2 separate regions of the Sus scrofa genome follow, and region 1 is linked to region 2. The links are chromatin contacts, called in public HiChIP or PLAC-seq maps. All regions are on one chromosome and are shown on one strand. The core of a region is the stretch at or near the end of the contact, and the rest is flanking DNA. Distances in the headings are between cores, read along the strand shown. Region 1 overlaps PAMR1 (peptidase domain containing associated with muscle regeneration 1). Region 2 overlaps LOC102163604 (a long non-coding RNA gene).

Evidence for each region. HiChIP or PLAC-seq counts read pairs in DNA pulled down with a chosen protein or histone mark.
Region 1: an H3K27ac HiChIP or PLAC-seq map of alveolar macrophages shows a contact between it and region 2. The contact joins two enhancer-like sites. A contact is called at or near these places in 2 of 47 Hi-C or Micro-C datasets (embryonic fibroblasts and heart right ventricle) and 1 of 2 datasets of contacts at active chromatin or transcription factors (alveolar macrophages).

The regions. Positions count from the first base shown.
Region 1 is chr2:25,524,862-25,528,111 of Sscrofa11.1, reverse strand. The region is part of intron 1 of PAMR1 (peptidase domain containing associated with muscle regeneration 1); the gene reads right to left. Among named protein-coding and RNA genes, the nearest start is that of PAMR1, 12 kb to the right of the region's middle. Within about 2 kb of position 1,446, at least 5 of the 83 cell types and tissues checked have an H3K27ac peak or open chromatin away from gene starts, as enhancers often do. A contact at or near this core is called in alveolar macrophages, where this site is marked.
Region 2 is chr2:24,838,501-24,841,717 of Sscrofa11.1, reverse strand. LOC102163604 (a long non-coding RNA gene) reads left to right here. Exons shown (of 7, transcript XR_002341511.1): 4 at 366-441; 5 at 930-1,074; 6 at 1,801-2,590. It overlaps COMMD9 (COMM domain-containing protein 9), which reads right to left. Exons shown (of 8, transcript XM_013990158.2): 8 at 2,882-3,217. Among named protein-coding and RNA genes, the nearest start is that of COMMD9, 21 kb to the right of the region's middle. Within about 2 kb of position 1,342, at least 6 of the 83 cell types and tissues checked have an H3K27ac peak or open chromatin away from gene starts, as enhancers often do. A contact at or near this core is called in alveolar macrophages, where this site is marked.

The DNA of each region.
Region 1 (3,250 bases), core at 197-2,696, 690 kb before region 2:
AAAAAGTATTCAGAAATAATCTTCACATTCTATTGTTTATCCTTCTATTGTCATCATTTAATGGACATATATATCCACATATAGAAACTGAAAGATGTGTACCCAATGTTCTTACCTCTCAAAACTGGTAACTTCTTATGGCTGTGTTGTGTGTGTGTGTTTTCTTTTTTAGAAACTGCTTATTTTCTTTATTTCAGTCATGGACATTTTCTCTTGACCTTGAGTAGTCTGCAAAAGTGATTTTAAATTGCTGCATCATTATCCTGTGTGTGCACAAGCATTTCTCTTCCTTCTTTTTTTACTCAGGGTAAACCAGTATCAAGAGAGTTGCAAAGTGCTTTGGTATCATAAGCTTTGCCCAAGCCCTTCTGTGGGTGCCATGCTTGGAGCAGCCATCCTGGTATCTCCTGCACAGAGTAGAGATTCAGTTATACAAAAAGAGGTCAATCCAGCTCTGGTTTTTTCAGAATTCAGGTTGGAAAATGGAAGACATTTAACCTCTCAGTCCTGCTTTATCCATGCAAATACCAAGGCAATGAAAACAATGCTGATACACTGGCATGGGTTCCGCTTTCATAGATGGCGTGAACAAACGAATGAGTGAAAGAAAGCTGGCCGTCACCATTGCCACCAGCACTATTTTGCACAGTCCCTTATCAACGTGACAGCCTGCTTTAAGCTCTCCAGTGCTAGTGTATTTTCACTGCCAACAAGATGGAGAACACTTAAGCCCTCAAACAGCAGGGGCTTGACTCACACAATGGCAGAGGGAGCAATTGCGTCCCCTTAGTGCTGTCTCAGAGGGCCACATTTTCAACACTAGTTTTTGTGGGGTTTTTTTTTTTTTTTTTTTTCATTTTTAGGGCCACACCCACAGCATATGGAGGTTCCCAGGCTAGGTGTGGAATTGATAACCAAGGGCCTACACCACAGCCACAGCAACACTAGATCCAAGCCAGCCTCGTCTGTGACCTACACCACAACTCATGGCAACACCAGATCCTTAACCCACTGAGTGAGGCCAGGGATCGAACCTGAGTCCTCATGGATACTAGTCAGATTCATCTCCACTGAGCCACGATGGGAACTCCTCAACACTAGGGTTTAAGGAACTAATGTTGACATAGTGGCTACTGAGGTCAAACTGAAAAAAGTCAGAAAATTGTGGATGAAAACATGAGTCAGTCTGTTCCCTGTAGGATGGAAATATCAGTTGTCAGACCACAGGCCCAGGCTGAGGTCATCCCAGGAGGTAGCAAAGAAAAGTGCTTTTATCACGGCTCACTCCTCCTTGATGTTAGAATCTGCCTTTGTATCCAGCAAAGAACCCACAGCCCTCCCATCTACCCACCTTTAATGACAATTTCTCCTGAGAAGTTTTACTCTCTTCTGTATTTTACAAACCTCCGGAGACCAGAGGAAGAAAAAAAGAAGAAGTAGGAAGCAGAGAGATCTACAACGAGGCAGCTCGGGCTCTGCTCCTGTCCACACGCGCCGACCCCCACTGCCGCTACTATCTGAACTCCCCATGTTCACTTCTAATGCACAACATTCCTAACTGCCTGAGGGTCTGACTGCCTGCTCGGCGAGGCTGATGACAGATGCCAGGCAGGCAAATCCCAGGCAGAAATGCTGTGAGGCAGAGTGACGTGATGGAACAGTTACTGGGGCCCTTGGTGACGCAATACATCCTCCTGAGCCTTTGAGAACCATCCCGTCACCGAGTGACCCTCCGTCCCAGCCTGGCTGGACTTCCAACCTCAGCAACCTCCTTCTTCCCCTTCTCACAGCTCCTCCTGTTAATGATAGCTGGAAAGTTGATGCCTTCATCAGTCCCTTTTGGGTATCAGGAGTGATAAAACTTTCAATGGATTCCCTAGAAATCTAGTTTGTAGGCACTAGGACACTGGAGAGGGGGAGGGAGGCAAAAATCCGTTTGTCATTTCCTTCCCCTCTTCATCCTTTACTGAGGACACGGCTCCTCACTGTCACTCCTCATTCATTCTCCTCTCTCCCCGGGTCCCAGCCCCCATGGGAAGGTAGCTGAGCCTTTAAAACATACCAGCGCATTGAAGACTCATGATGACCCTTCATTTAACAGATGAGGAAACAGAAGAACAGAGAGGGTCACTAAATGGCCCCAGGTAGCACAGCACTCGGGTGAAAGAAGAAAGATCACAAGCCAGCTCTTTCTGGGGCCACCATCTGGTTCCTTTCCAACACAATCCTTTGATTCTAAAGAGTTCACGCTTCTGACTTTAGAGATGAAGAATGCAGCATTGGTGAAGCAGACACACCTGGGAGTCAGACCACCCAGATTTTAAACCTCAATCTGTCCCGCTTTTATGGGGCTGGACAATCATAGAAAAGACACCGTGCTGTGGCATTTCTCCTAAACCTCAAAAGAATGGAGGTACGTTGATGGGGTTGTTGCTATCACTGCAGGTAAACAGGCAATGAGCATAAAGGGCTTTGGAAGGAAAAGTGCATGTTGGTCAAGATATTACCGTTATTCTCTGTAAAATAAAAAACCATCACGTATGTGGCTGAGATAGAGATGCTAAGGGAGCAAAGGGCTTGAGTCATAATATCTCCTCCGGAGGCCCGTACATACGTGGCATTTTCAAGCAGTCTGTCCTTATTTATATCATAGCATTCTGGGTCTCTCCCCCTTGCTTCTAGATTGCCTTGTCTCTTTTTTCTAATACCTCCCTCTTCAGACACCTATTTAAATAGAACATACCTCACCTCCCGCTGCTTCTCTTCTAGAAATAGACTTTCTACATCTATAGTCAAAGGAAACAAAACCCAAACGCTAGCATCTTGGGAGAGCCCCCCAGTTGCTCTTATCCTCGACAACTGTGGTGCTAGAAATCCTTGAAGGACAGCTGCTTCTGGGTTATTTCAAACATTGGCATATGAGCTGAAGAGATCTTATTATTTTTTTTTATTAGCATTGGCTACTACAAAGTAATTTCATAATGCATCTAAAAGTACTTGGCGATAGAACTCGGGCAAATATTAGGTCAAACAAAGCATTAAAATGTATAAGTTAAAAACAATAAAACTTGGGAGTTCCCATTGTGGCTCAGCTGTAATGAACCCAACTAGGATCCATGAGAATGTGGGTTCAATCCCTGGCCTTTCTCAGTGGGTTGAGGATCCAGCGTTGTTGTGAGCTGCGGTATGGGTCGCAGACATGGCTTGGATCCCACGTTACTGTGGCTGTGGTGTAGGCCAGCGGTTGCAG
Region 2 (3,217 bases), core at 93-2,592:
CTCAGCTTCCTGACTTACCTTAGCTCATGACATTTCCTCAAATAAAGAATGGTTCTTTGGAGTTCCCAATATGGCTCAGTGGTTAAGAATCCAACCAATATCCATGAGGATGTGGGTTCAATCCCTGGCCTCACTCAGCGAGTTAAGGATCCCTGCCCTAAGCTGCATGTAGGTCACCGATGCAGCCCAGATCTAGCATTGCAGTGGCTGTGCCTAGGCTGGCAGCTGCAGCTCCAATTCCAACCCTAGCCTGGGAACTTCTTAGGGCTGCACCTGCAAAAAAAAAAAAAAAAAAAGGTTCTCCCTCCTTGGTATCAACCAGGAAATACTACTAAGAAATCTCCTTTTCTTTCTTCCTTAAGTAGTTATAAAAAGGGCAGAACCACAGAAATATGAACACTGAAGGAAGAAGGAAGTTGTGCAAAGGTCAACATCATGCAGGTGAGAAAATGTTTAGGAACTGCCAAATGCAAGTCATGGAAGTCAGCAGTTACGGGAGCAAAATAATTCTTGTAAAAGTCCAACCACTGGCAAACTTTCAAAATGACAGGTAGCCAGTGTCTTCTAGATGAAAATATTTCTTATATGTCGTAAAAACTCTCACTTCTGATAACATCTCAGTTTATGGAACAAAATAATGAAGAGCCTTCTGAACCACACTGGACTCACTTCCTGAAAAATCTGTCAGCACCAGACCACAGAGCTTGACAAATGACTATGACACACAGTGCCCACTATGTTTGGAGAACTGGTGTGTGTGGGAAAGACCCAAATATCGGTTCCTCCTGTCACTGCCTTTGGACCTGAAAAGCACCGGAAGAGGGAAGTGGGAAGGCAGGACTGGTGGGGGGGGGGGGGGCTAAACGTCGCCAGATGCAGGGGAAAATGTGGCTTCTGTGAAGAACCCGTTTTCTTTTTCCAAAACCAAGGCAGGAATGGAGAGCACAGGCCTCTGAGTTGGGAACGGCCAGACGGGAGTGCTCGCTCGGCCCTGGCCCTCCCTCCTCCTCAGGATCGGGCGCGGACCCCAGGGGACGAGGCTCCACGGACGTCCTCGGCTACGGGGAACAGGCGGTAAGCTCTCCACGAAAATGTTTCCCCCCTTTCTCGTGCCACACTGGTGATGAGGGTTATTGTGAGAAAAGGTGGCGAGACGGCACGTGTGCTGTTTCCGTCCTTTGTTTATACGTATAAACCAGTTTAGGCAAAAAGGAGTCTTTGGTTCAGATGTCAGGGGACAGCAGTTATCAGGTGCAAATATCCCTTTTCTCGTCCTTCCTGGTACACGGCTTCACTATCGGAGCCGAGAGGCAGGAGGCGGTCTTCACCGCCAATTCCAGCAGAAAACGTCACAGGAAAAGACTCAGACTGGCCCAGTTTAAGTCAGGTGCAGTCCTGGGACAGTCTCTGTGGGACACGAACATCGATCAGGATTGAGCCACGTACGCAGCCCTGTAGGTTGGTAGGTGGACGGTGCTGGGCAACCTCACCACTGAGATCTACCGTAAAGTTATTTCTTTTCCTTCCTTCATCTTTTTAGTTTGGGCCACACCCGCCGCACATGGAGGTTCCCAGGCTAGGGGTAGAATCAGAGCTGCAGCTGCCGGCCTACGCCACAGCCACAGCAAGGTGGGAGCTGAACCAAGTCTGCAACCTCTGCTGCAGCTTGTGGCAATGCTAGATCCTTATCAGCCCATCAAGCAGGGCCGGGGATCGAACCCGCATCTTCACGGGTACTAGTCAAGTTTGCTGCTCCCTAACAGTTATTTCTTGAATGCCCTCTGTATGTCATGAATCCAGATGGTTCTGGCTAAAGGAATGTCCAGCTGTCCAGACACCGGGCTTCCTGCTTCACGCAGTTTCTGATGGATCCCATGGGAAGCCCAGCGTATTGGCACTTGGCGGTCTCTATCTCTGGGTCACAGGGAGTGGAAGGAAAGGAGGAAGATGAATTCATGACAAGGCTGAACTCAACCTGAGCATGAGGCTGAGGGTTCTCGACCTGGTGCCAATGGGCTGGCCTCCAGGGTCCACACACACTAATCCTTGAACATGAAAAATCGAGTGTCCTTTCCTATAGAAAGGATCCACAGCTTCCATCAGTTCCTCAATGGGTGTGGCCCCAGAAGGGTTAAGAAACACCATTTGAACAGAAGGTGGCTCAGCTTCCAGGAGATGGCAGACAAAGAGGAGCTCAGGATTTTTTTTTTCTTGACTTCTCTAGTGTTTCACGGGGGCCGGGTAGAGGGGGGAGCTGGAGGGTGGGGTGGGCAGGAAGAAGATTGCTCATCTCTGCCTCAGTTCCAGTATTTTCCAAACAGAGCTGGAGTCACAGCTCCGTTGTGGTAGAAAAAGCTAGAGAAATCTGGGCCCAAGTCCTAATGAGGCCATTTACTAGCAGGTGACCTCATCTCGATGTGCTGATTTCCTCATCGATAAAGGGACGATAATAACATTCACTGTCACAGGAACCCTGGGACAGTAGATGACACAATGAATGCAGACAGCTTTCTGCTCTCCTTCCATTACTAACCGAAGCTCACATTACTGAGCCCTTCCTGTTGGCCACAGCAGCGCTAAGTGCTTTTAGGTACGTTCTATCATTTCATCTTCACAAAAGCTCTGCAGAGTAGATACTATAATCATTCCCATTTAATTAAAAGAAAGACTGGGAGCGGGCAGGCATTGAGTGCATCCTCTTAACCTGCAGCCCTACCTCCTCCATCCGCCCTCCCACCCCATCTGCACACACATATGCCCCCCCCCCACCAGAGAAGCTGCAAAAACAAAGGGCTCAGAGAGCAGACCTTTAAGAAGGAGGCAGCGCTGGCCTAAGGCAACGACTCAGACTAAGGACAGATGTGGGACCAGAGGCACGAAGTTGTTAGAACCGTTGTTTATTTCCAGTCACTCCCACTTCTTCACCCTGACTGGCTGCCTTACACCCAGGAAGGGCCCTCTGGCTCCATGAAGAAGGGGATCAGCTCCCACGTGAGACTTCCTACGCCGCAGGGTGGCGCAGCCGGGATGAGGGAGCGTGAAGGCTGGGGACCAGGGTGGGACGGCACGCTGCAGCAGGTAAGTTTGAGTGGCCCTGCCCTGCGGGATCTGCCTGGCTTCGCTGATAGAGAAGCAGGCTGGCATCAGCCACCTGACTCCCCAGAGGTCTTCAGAGCTGGAAACGAGCTCCACAATTTGGGCCTGAATTTTCCAATCA